Linked DNA regions of Sus scrofa: all the other regions are linked to region 3. Evidence: chromatin contacts called from public HiChIP or PLAC-seq and promoter capture Hi-C data. All regions are on one chromosome and are shown on one strand. The core of a region is the stretch at or near the end of the contact, and the rest is flanking DNA. Distances in the headings are between cores, read along the strand shown.

What was found. Promoter capture Hi-C pulls out the DNA fragments that hold promoters and counts their contacts. HiChIP or PLAC-seq counts read pairs in DNA pulled down with a chosen protein or histone mark.
Region 1: a promoter capture Hi-C map of liver shows a contact between it and region 3, with 4 times the contacts expected there. The contact joins the promoter of LOC110255906 here to the promoter of GABARAP in region 3. A contact is called at or near these places in 2 of 5 promoter capture datasets (fetal liver and liver), 1 of 47 Hi-C or Micro-C datasets (liver) and 1 of 2 datasets of contacts at active chromatin or transcription factors (alveolar macrophages).
Region 2: an H3K27ac HiChIP or PLAC-seq map of alveolar macrophages shows a contact between it and region 3. The contact joins the promoter of ARRB2 here to the promoter of GABARAP in region 3. A contact is called at or near these places in 1 of 5 promoter capture datasets (fetal liver) and 1 of 2 datasets of contacts at active chromatin or transcription factors (alveolar macrophages).

The regions. Positions count from the first base shown.
Region 1 is chr12:53,090,140-53,093,508 of Sscrofa11.1, forward strand. It overlaps LOC110255906 (collagen alpha-2(V) chain-like), which reads right to left and starts at 1,519. Exons shown (of 4, transcript XM_021066316.1): 1 at 1,350-1,519. The coding sequence starts at 1,519. The region is part of intron 1 of KDM6B (lysine-specific demethylase 6B); the gene reads left to right.
Region 2 is chr12:52,168,829-52,171,832 of Sscrofa11.1, forward strand. ARRB2 (beta-arrestin-2) reads right to left here and starts at 1,534. Exons shown (of 14, transcript XM_021067791.1): 1 at 1,405-1,534. The coding sequence starts at 1,427.
Region 3 is chr12:52,596,563-52,599,906 of Sscrofa11.1, forward strand. GABARAP (GABA type A receptor-associated protein) reads right to left here and starts at 1,604. Exons shown (of 4, transcript NM_001190288.1): 1 at 1,409-1,604; 2 at 788-866; 3 at 530-648; 4 at 1-62. The coding sequence starts at 1,498.

The sequences.
Region 1 (3,369 bases), core at 269-2,768, 490 kb after region 3:
CCCTCCCCCAGCCTCCCAGCAGTCTTTTTCCTTTCCCACCTGCTGCATTGCCAAGTGTTTCGTTGCCCCCCCCTCCTTTTGAGTTGAAATTGCCAGATAGCTCCTCACTCAGAAGAACTGTGTGTGGCATGCGGAATTCACCGGATACCAGTTCAGCCCTGACCTTAGTCAGTGGCACCTCACGCACACCCCCAACAGTGAGGAAGCGAGTCAAGAAACTGTATTAGATTGTATTAGGAAAGTCAGGGCCTTTATTCTGTGTCGGTGGGTAGATCTCACTCTTGAAGGAAGGGGACTCACTTGATAGCTATGGTTTCCCCTTCTCTGTTAAGTCCTGGGGTTGGTTATGGTATTGGATACTGGTTTCTCTTATTGTATACCTTAGAATTCGGGCTGTCAGATCAGACCTGGATTCCATTCCTAGCTCTGCCACTTCGTGGCTATAAGTACTTGGAAAGGTGACCACCTCTCGGAGCCTCATAGTCTTCATCTGGAAAATTTAAATATCAATACCTACCTTCTAGGCTGTTGACTGGGAAAAACAAAATTATTTATGCAAAGCATTTAGCACAGTCCCTGGCACAGAATGAACACTGAATGAACGCTTGTTATGAAATGCTTGTTCTTGTTAAATGTTGTTAGTTATTATTTTACTATTATGGTTGGTAAGCCTGCTTCCAACTGACCATGATCTTAGGAATGGAGAGTTTGTGTTAATTTGGTAGGTGGGGGGAGAGGGGTTTGGGGATTAGCTTCCACTGCATTGTGCACTTTATTTGATGAGGGCTTTAGTCAGATTTGTATTGCTTTCTTTGGGATTATTTTTTCCCCCCCTTCTTGAAGAAGAGACAGCTCAGACTATTCCTCTGGCTGTGAAAATAAAATAATTGTATTGTGGTTCTCGATTTTTGAGCAAGACCCCAATCCCCTCCCATGTTCTCTGGAGCCTTTCAATTTTGCAGAGGGACTCCACGGTTTCCTTTGCGGGGACAGGGCTGGCCGAGGGGTGTGTAAAAGGCTCGGGTGGGTGGGTAGAGAGACCAGTGCTGGGGGCTGGGGGGGGGGCGGGTAGTTGAAGGAAGAGACCGGAAGGGAGGAGGAGGGAGCCTGCTGGTGGGGAGGGAGGGAGGGGAGGAGGAGGTGGAGGAGGAGGAGGAGGAGGAGGAGGAGGGAGGGGGTTGGGGAGAGCCTGCTACAGTTCTTTGTTTGACTCCGGGACTCAGGGACGGGGAGGAGGAGGGAGGGAGGCAGAGGCTGCAAGCGCCGGGGCAGGCCCAGGAGGCAGAGGAGGGACCGTCTCCCCCGCCCCCCCAGCCCCCACTCCCCCCCTGCTGCTCCCCCCTCCCTACCCGGACTCCGGGGGCACCGCCGGGGGACAGACACCCAGCAGGTAACCCCGGCCTGGCTCGCCCTCCCTTCTCGGATTTTCCTCCACACCCTCCCGGCTGACCCCTTTCCCCGGTTCCGTCTCCCCGTCGCCCCCGGCCTTGCCGCTTTCCCCCGGCCCTCCTCGTTCCATCTCCCCCACTTGGGCTGGTCACCCGCCGGCCGCGCCGCCGTCTCGTGCAGCCTGACTCCCTTCCCGTCGCCCGACAGCCTGTGCGTCCCAGGTCTGCCCGCGGCACCTTTCGGGGCTCTGTCTCGCTGCTTCTCCTGGCTTTGCTTTCCTTCCGACCTGTCCCCTGGGGCTCTGAGGAAGGAGGGAGTCCCTGTCCTTTTCTCGCTCCCCCAGTTCCCCGCCCCCCAACTCTGGCCCCCTTTCTCCTCTAGCAGTCTCTAGGGGTGGGGAGAGAACCGGAATTTGGGGGGCCCTCTGGAGGGGCAAGGGGCTGTGTGTCGTGGGGGAAAGGGGCTGCGAGTGTACGCGGGGTGGGGGCGGGGGCGGTTAGGGACCCGGCTGCCTCTCTGTTGTCCCTTTAAATGGCCCTCACATTTCTGGGGACTCGTGGGGGGGAGGTGGCAAGCTGCCTGCCTGGGGGGCAGGGCCCTCAGTTCATCCACACCATCAGGGGTGGTAATGATTTAAAGGGACAGCCTCGGTGTGGCCGCTGCCACCCTGCGCCAGCGGGAGGGGGAGCCGAGCCGGCAGACCATGTCTGGGGAGGCTTGGCCGGTGAGCAGGGCATTTGAGGCTGAATCTTTTGCGAGGCCTGCCAGGTCTGGGATCGGGCTGCAGCTGGGACCTGCAAGGAGGGCTGACAGCCTGCCTGGGGGGGCACTCAGCGTGGGCCTTCTCCAGGGCCCCACCTTTGGGTTCATGGAGTCCTTGGCCAAGAATCCATGAGTCTAAACTACAGAGCCTGTTGGCCACCAGGTGGGGGCCACTGGCAGGTCTGTGGGTCAGCAGCCTGGCCTGGGCACACTGGAGCTGGCCCTTCAGCTTTTCCTTTTGTTGTTTGGCTCTGTGCACAAGAAAGCCGCGGCCCCTCCCCCAGCTCCCCCTTCCCGTCCACATGCCCCCCCCCACCACACACACCCACCCCAGCTGTTGGACAGATGAATTACAGCCTCCGGCTTGGGGCCAGAGCTGGTGAGGGATTAAAGCTCTGGGGCTGGCCCTTTAAACGGCTGTTGGCCCCTCCCCCACTCTGGTGTCCAGACACCCCATACACACCCCGCTGACCCCCTCGGCTGCCCCTCACTCCTCCTCTTAGTCTGTCCTAAGGCCTGCCACTCCCCTCTCTGTAGGCTAGACCCTCCCCAGCTTCCCTTTCTCCCTCAACACAACCACATATACAAATGCTACAGACTACACACACATAGACTCTCGCTCACTCACTCCCTGGTCTCACATTCTGAGCGTCCCTGTCCTGGAGGGATCCAGCCTCAAGCTCCCTTCTCCAGCAGAAGGAACTTGCCTGCCTGGCCTCTCTAGCCTGCAGCTGACCACTACTCTGGCCAGGTGAGGGGCCTTGCTTGGGTCAGAAATAGCACCTCCCCCCGGGGGCAGTGTCATCAGCAGCCAAGGCAGCTTGCAGCACATTGCATCATGGAGGTTGGGGGCTGGGGGCCTGAGTCTCTAGGGGCAGGGGGAAGGATGGGGGCTGGAAGGCCGGAAGTGGAGAGGCTAGACTGGGACCCAAGTGTCTGGGTCCTTAAGGGTAGAGAACTATGGCTAAGAGAGCAGAAAACATAGGTCCCTGAGGAGTGAGTTTGAGGTGAGGGCAGACTTAGGTCTGACCCCTGCATGGACACCTGGTTCTTGTGTCTCAGAGTTAGGAGGGGAGGGAGTGGGCCCCTATCACCTTCTTGGGCCACACAGAGGAAGGATGTGATGGGGAAACAGGATATGGCCTTGAGGGGTGGATGGAAGGGAGGCTTGCAGCAGAGGCCACTTCCAAACCCAGGCCCAGAGTCATAGGAGGAAGG
Region 2 (3,004 bases), core at 284-2,783, 430 kb before region 3:
TTTGCTTCTGGTTTTCCTCTTTAGCCCAGTGTTTTCTTCCAATTAGGAGTCCTGGCAGAGGGTGGTGACAGCCACAATCCGTTGGACAACTGGAGTGTGGCTGTGGGGTAAATGCCTTGAAGCAGCTGCAGGGCACCTGACCTTTGGAGCCGAACCCAGCCAGCCTCCTGCCACGCTGAGGAAGAACAGCGTTTGTACACTGAGGTTGACCAAGAAGGTAGAGTGTGGGTGACCAGAGATGCCCCCCGGTGGTGGTGGGGAGCCGAAGCAGATGCCCCCTCACACTTCCTACTATTCTCTCCATTTCCTGTGGCCCAGAATTTGATGGGGGTGGGAGGAATTGTGCCAAGTCAGCAGTCCCCCTTTGGTCCCATCCTTCCCCCTCCCTGAACCACATAACGGAAATCTGGGGCCTCCCTCAAGTCAGCAACTTCCCCTTTCTCTGTGTTTAACCCCTAATCCAGGACGCCAATCGGCCCTCTGATCATCTCTCCAGGATCAGTCGACTTGGTGCTCAGAGATCTATGTTTTCCTACTCTATTGGTGGGGCTGATAGGGTGTTTTGCAGAATAAGTGACAGCTCAGAACCAGGCCACCATTCCTGTTCCTCTCTGAATAGAAGCCAAGAGCCCCAATCTTTTTCCTCTTTTGCTCCTGCTCCCCAGGGACTCAGGCATTCACCCCCTGCCCCCTTGGGGGTGTTGGGTCACAACAGGAAGTGGATTTTGCTAGAGACCAAAAAAGAGAACTGGAGGTGTCAGTGGAGGGAAGGAGCCTCGATTGCACAGAAAACATCCGGGGAGTGGATGGCGTGCCCAGGGCAGACACTGCCTCCCCTCACCCCCAGGAAGAGGGGTAAGGCTCAGATCGGGGAGGGTCGCCAGGCACTTTGCTGCCCCAAGATGAAGCTGTTGCTCCTAGCAACCCAGGGGAAGGCAGAAGTTTGTAAGCGGAGCCACCCGGCCCTTGGGACAGGTTGGGGGAGCCCGACTGCTTGGAGGGTAGTGGACAGGAGGCTCTCCAGTGGCTCAGCACGAGTCTAAGGGGATCCCCCTCCTGGCATCCAGCCTGCCCATACCAGTCCCCTTGGGGCCGGCCACCTGCTCCTTCCTCCGCCCCTGCATCGCTGCCTGCATCGGAGAAGCCAGTCGTCCAGCCCCCACATCCCTTCGAGAACCCAGATACGGGTTTCCCGATCCCCTCAGAGATCCCCTTGCAGGGTCTGTGGCATGCGTTGCCCTCATTATCCTCGAGGACCTAGGCGTGCGGCCCCGGATGGCTGCCCCCTAGGGACCCAGGCGTCCGGCCCCTGAATTTTCTCCCGGGTGTCCTTGTCTGGGAACCGTCCCAGTACCCGTCTGGAGCCGCCACCCACGTCCCGCCGCGTAGCCCCACCTCTCTTACCTGGTCCCCGGTTTCTCCCCCATGGTGCGCGCGCCCGCCGCCCGCCCGGTTCGCGGCTCGCTCGCAGCCTCAGAGCCCGCTGCCAGGTCCCTGCTCCTCCCCGCGCCACTGCGCACGCGCGCCCCCGCTCTTTCTCCACTCCCCTCTCCCCTCCTTCCCGCCCCCCCCGTCGGATCCTGGGGAGCCTAGGCCAAATGCGTCAGCCCGGATCGCGCGCGCCCCGGCACTGCCCGCCCTCTCCTCACAGGCACTCGCTGTGATTGGCTCCTCCAGCCGCCCTCCGCCCCCCATCTCCACCCCGGCCGAGGGACCCCCCCTCCCCGGCGCGCGCGGTCCCTGCACTCTGCTCTTCCCGCCCATCTCTCCACCCCTCCGCGCCCGCTTAGGCACTGATTGGGTCCCCTCAAACGAAGGCGCCCGCCTTCAGGAAATAAGAGCCTCTGATTGGCTTTATCCATTCCGGACCCTGCAGGGGTCCCCGCCCCTTTGTTTGCTTTCTCAGCGACGGCGGAGGCGAAGGGGGTGGTGGGGGCGGTGGATGAGCTCTAGCAGTCTGGCAGGGAGGATGAGGGGATCCACACGTGGGCGAGAGGTTCCAGTTGCGTGATGCTCGCTTATTGCGCGCCGCTCGCCCGCTCACCCTAGAGCTTGTTTCCTTCTTTGGCCCGCCCTCCTGTTTCCTTAGCGTGATGTGTCAGCTCCCCCTAGTGTCGGTATTTGATCTTCGCAGGGCTACTTTCCTACCTTTTTCCACCCATTCATCAAAGCGAACATCCATTCACGCACGCTTGCATCTATTTCATCTATCTATGCCCATTTTGCGCTAATCACTAAGCTAGGCGATGGGGACCCAGAAATGAATTAACATGGCCCCTGCCTTCCTCGTATGGTTGAGGAGACACATAAACAGGTACTATGATCCCAGGAATGCTTTACTAGAGATATGACTCAGAAGACAAAGCGACTCTCAGCCCTTTCCTGGGGGAGGAATGGAGGGAGGGCAGGCTGTCCAGAGGAGGGGGCATTTGAGGATAATCTTCCTGAAGGGTGGGCGGAAATTGAGAAAGGGTATTCTGAAGAGAGAGAAAGGCGAGGCACATCCTGTTTTGAGGTTTTTGTAGGGTGAGAGGGCAGGGGTGATAAGACTGGGTTGGATGAGTGGAACAGAGTGTGAAGGGTTTTGTAGAGCAGGCAATGGGGGGGCGCCTCTCCTGGAGGAGGGCGGTCGATCCAGTAGTGGGTTTTGTTTTTTTTTTTTTTTTTTTTTGTCTTTTGTCTTTTTGTTGTTGTTGTTGTTGCTATTTCTTGGGCCGCTCCTGCGGCATATGGAGGTTCCCAGGCTAGGGGTTGAATCGGAGCTGCAGCCACCGGCCTACGCCAGAGCCACAGCAACGCGGGATCCGAGCCGCGTCTGCAACCTACACCACAGCTCACGGCAATGCCGGATCGTTAACCCACTGAGCAAGGGCAGGGACCGAAACCGCAACCTCATGGTTCCTAGTCGGATTCGTTAACCACTGCGCCACGACGGGAACTCCTGTTGTGTTTTTTTGTTTTTTTGTTTTTTTGTTTTTTTTTAAGCCAAGGAGTGGTATAAGAT
Region 3 (3,344 bases), core at 354-2,853:
AGACCATAGACACTTTCATCACTGTAGGCAATGTACAGAAAGAAGTCTTCTTCATGGTGTTCCTGGGGTGAAAGCAGAAAATGACAGTGCTCAGGCACCTGGGCTTTAATTACTTGAACCAACCACCACCCAGGCACATTCTTCCAAAAACATTCTTTTTGAAGACCCCCAAAACCAGTGCTTTGACTCTCCCTCTCACTTGCTCCAGACCCTAGCGGCTGAGCAGTATTATCCTAGCAGCAGTCCTAGGCATAAAAATCACACATTGTTCTCTGCTGCCTCGAAATGGGGAGGGGCCTGGGGAAAGTCCAGATCACAACAGTTGCTCCAACTCACTGTTCTCTTTTCTCTCTACTCCCACTGCCCTGTCTAAATCCCCAACCCAGAACTATAAGGAGATTTTAAAGCCAAATTTAAAACTGAGAGCTAAGTAAGCCAACTAGTCCAAGACCTGCTGACTTAAAACTTCCTGCCTCTCAAGTGCTTCCAACTCCTCTCCAAAGCCTCCACTACTTCCCAGACACTATACCTGGTACAGCTGACCCATCGTGGCACTGGTGGGTGGAATGACATTGTTGACAAAGAAAAACAAGGCATCCTCAGCTCGGAGATGAATTCGCTTCCGGATCAAGAAGTAGAACTGACCAACTGCCAAAGAAACAAGGTCTGAGAAAGTCTGAGGTCACAAACGCCTTCAAAAGAACAGCTGCTATGTGGAGCCTCCTCCAGCAGAGACCACATTCCCACCCCCCAGGAAGCAAACCTGGCTACTGGGTCAGGTTCTCACCTGTGAGATCAGAAGGCACCAGGTATTTCTTTTTATCTAGGTCTCCTATCCGAGCTTTGGGAGCCTTTTCTACTATCACCTGATAAAGAGACGAAAATTAGGAGACATTAGGTATACAGGCCCACAGCTCCACCTGTCAAGAACTCAACATTCCTAGCATCCCTACCTACCCCAGACTCATTTCTCTTTGTCTCTGAACACGCGGCGCAGTCCTGAGCAGGGATTCTGATCCCACTGACTCAAACTCACCTAAACCTCCAGAATCCCTGAATAGGACGTCATAACAAACAATGATTTTAATCAAACAGGCATGTCTTGTCTGGGCCGACTAGAGCTTCAATCTCAAGCACCCCCTGTGAAGCTCGGAATGTCAAACGCCCTACACGAATCCAAGGTCTAGCTCTCGCGCCTACATCCCCTTAAGCCTACATCCCCTAGCCCCCCAGTTCTAATGCTACCCCACTCCTTTCACCTCCAGTCCCACAGACAGCAGTTTCGGGCTCATTCCCAACCCTGCCACAGCTGGCAGCCTGATGCCCGCGCTGCGGGTCTCGGACTCAAGCCCAGGCTGTGGCGTCAGCGCCAGCGCCCCGCGCCCTCGGCCCTGGCTACTGTCCTCACCGGCACCCGGTCCGGGTATTTCTTTCGGATCTTCTCGCCCTCAGAGCGACGCTTCTCGAACGGATGCTCTTCTTTATACACGAACTTCATCCTCCCGGGAACCGGGTTGGACCGGGCTGGGCTGAGGGAACCCGGGGGGGCCGGGATGGGGGGCGGCGGCGACGGCGGCGACGCGCGGGCGGATTCAGCGGAGCGATCCCGGACCTTGCGCCACTTCCCTATTCACCAACCCCGCCCCCGGCCGTCAGAGGCCGCCCCACTCGCTATGTTACGCTCCTAGCTCAGTGGCCCCAACGCCACTAGCGTAGCGCCACCTACTGACCTCCCCCCTCACGCAATCAGCGTAATCGCTTTGGAATCAATTTACGGGCTACGCAGGCGACGTAGGAAAGGTGGCTGGCTTTTTGCTATCATAGAAAATAACTGAAAACCCATTTCCTGACTTTTTCCACAGGATGAAAAGGGCTTGGAGATGGTAATCATAATTTGAGACTTGGTTCTCCGAAAGTGCTTTTCAGAAGTAACAGAGGTAAAAAAGCAGATAATTACAAGGACAGCTATTCAGGAAAGGTGCTGGTACGCTGAAGGCGGCGGTTGACACCAAAACAAAGTAGTACCCCAATGGAGCAAGCGGTCTTTGGAAACAGAGGAGGGCAGAAACGAGACCTATGTTTGGAAAGACGCTTATGTTTCCAGAATGCTTAGGTTCCAGGAATGAGTGGACGAATAGGGACTGGAGAGGTCTGAAAGGTAGGGACTACGTCAGCGCGGAGGAACACAGTCTTCGCGGCTCACGGAGAGATCATGTGATCGCAGAGAAGGGCGGGGCGTCACGTGGCGAGTGCGAGGAAGTAGAGCCGGCTGCGGCTGGGGGAGCAGGGCCAAGGGGAGGGAGGTGGGGCGCCAGGGGCCTGGGACACCCCCCCCTCCGCCCCCGGGGGGCTGCGCCCGCTCAGCTAGTCTAAGTCAGGCCCGCAGACGAAGCCAGGCCTCTCCCAGCGTCCAGTTCTCTTTTCCTTTCAAACTTTTCTGTGTTACTGTTCGGAAGCTCACATTCCCTCTGGACACAGGGCTGTTCTTTCGCTCCCGGCCAGGGTATCATCCTGCCACTAAGACCCTCCCCGCCAGGGTGGCCAACACCCTCCCCTCAGGTCAACAGCTTGCTCCTTACCCTCTGCCCAGAGCCAGGGTGGGTGTGAACAAAGCCCCTTCATTTCCCCCAAACCCAGAGAAGGACCTAGGGCAGCTTTGGTTTCAAAGTTATAATGCATGGTTTAAGTAGACGAAAGAAAAAAAGAGAAAGCTCGTTACAGGTCTGAGGGACTCTAGGAAGAAGGGAAGATGGAAAAGGAAGGGAAGGGACAAGTTTGGGGAAAATCCAGTGGCCCAAAATCCCAGTTTCCCACCCACAGCCCAGCCCTTGGAGTGAAGAATTAGATCAGTTTTGTACAAGAGTTTTTAAAAAATCAAATCACAACAAAGCTGGCTTGGCTTCTCTTTGAGCCTCCCGGATTACCGAGTGTCTTTCGCTCACTCTGGCCAGTCCTGTCTCCACCAGACAATGTTTCAGCTCTCCCAGGCCTCCGCTTTATGTCCCAGTCTGGGGTTTCCGGGGAGTGCGAACACGAAGTTAGAGTGAGGCTGCTTCAGAATCTGGCCCATGTGTCCATCCAGACTCCATACGGAGTGCAGGGCTCCCAGGGCAGAGAGGGGTGGGAGGGGCAGACTCTGCCCAGGCAGTCCTCACCGTTGGCCAGGGCACCAGACGGCATCCCGAGGGCTCACCCTCCCTTCCCCCCCACCCCAACTCAGGTGGAGGGGGAGCAGCTGTCACCAGAGCCTATGTTGGTGAAGGTTTCGACTCAGCACAGAACGAACATCCGCGGTGAACCTGGGACGACAATTAACTTGCATTGGTAGAGCCCTTACGCTGACC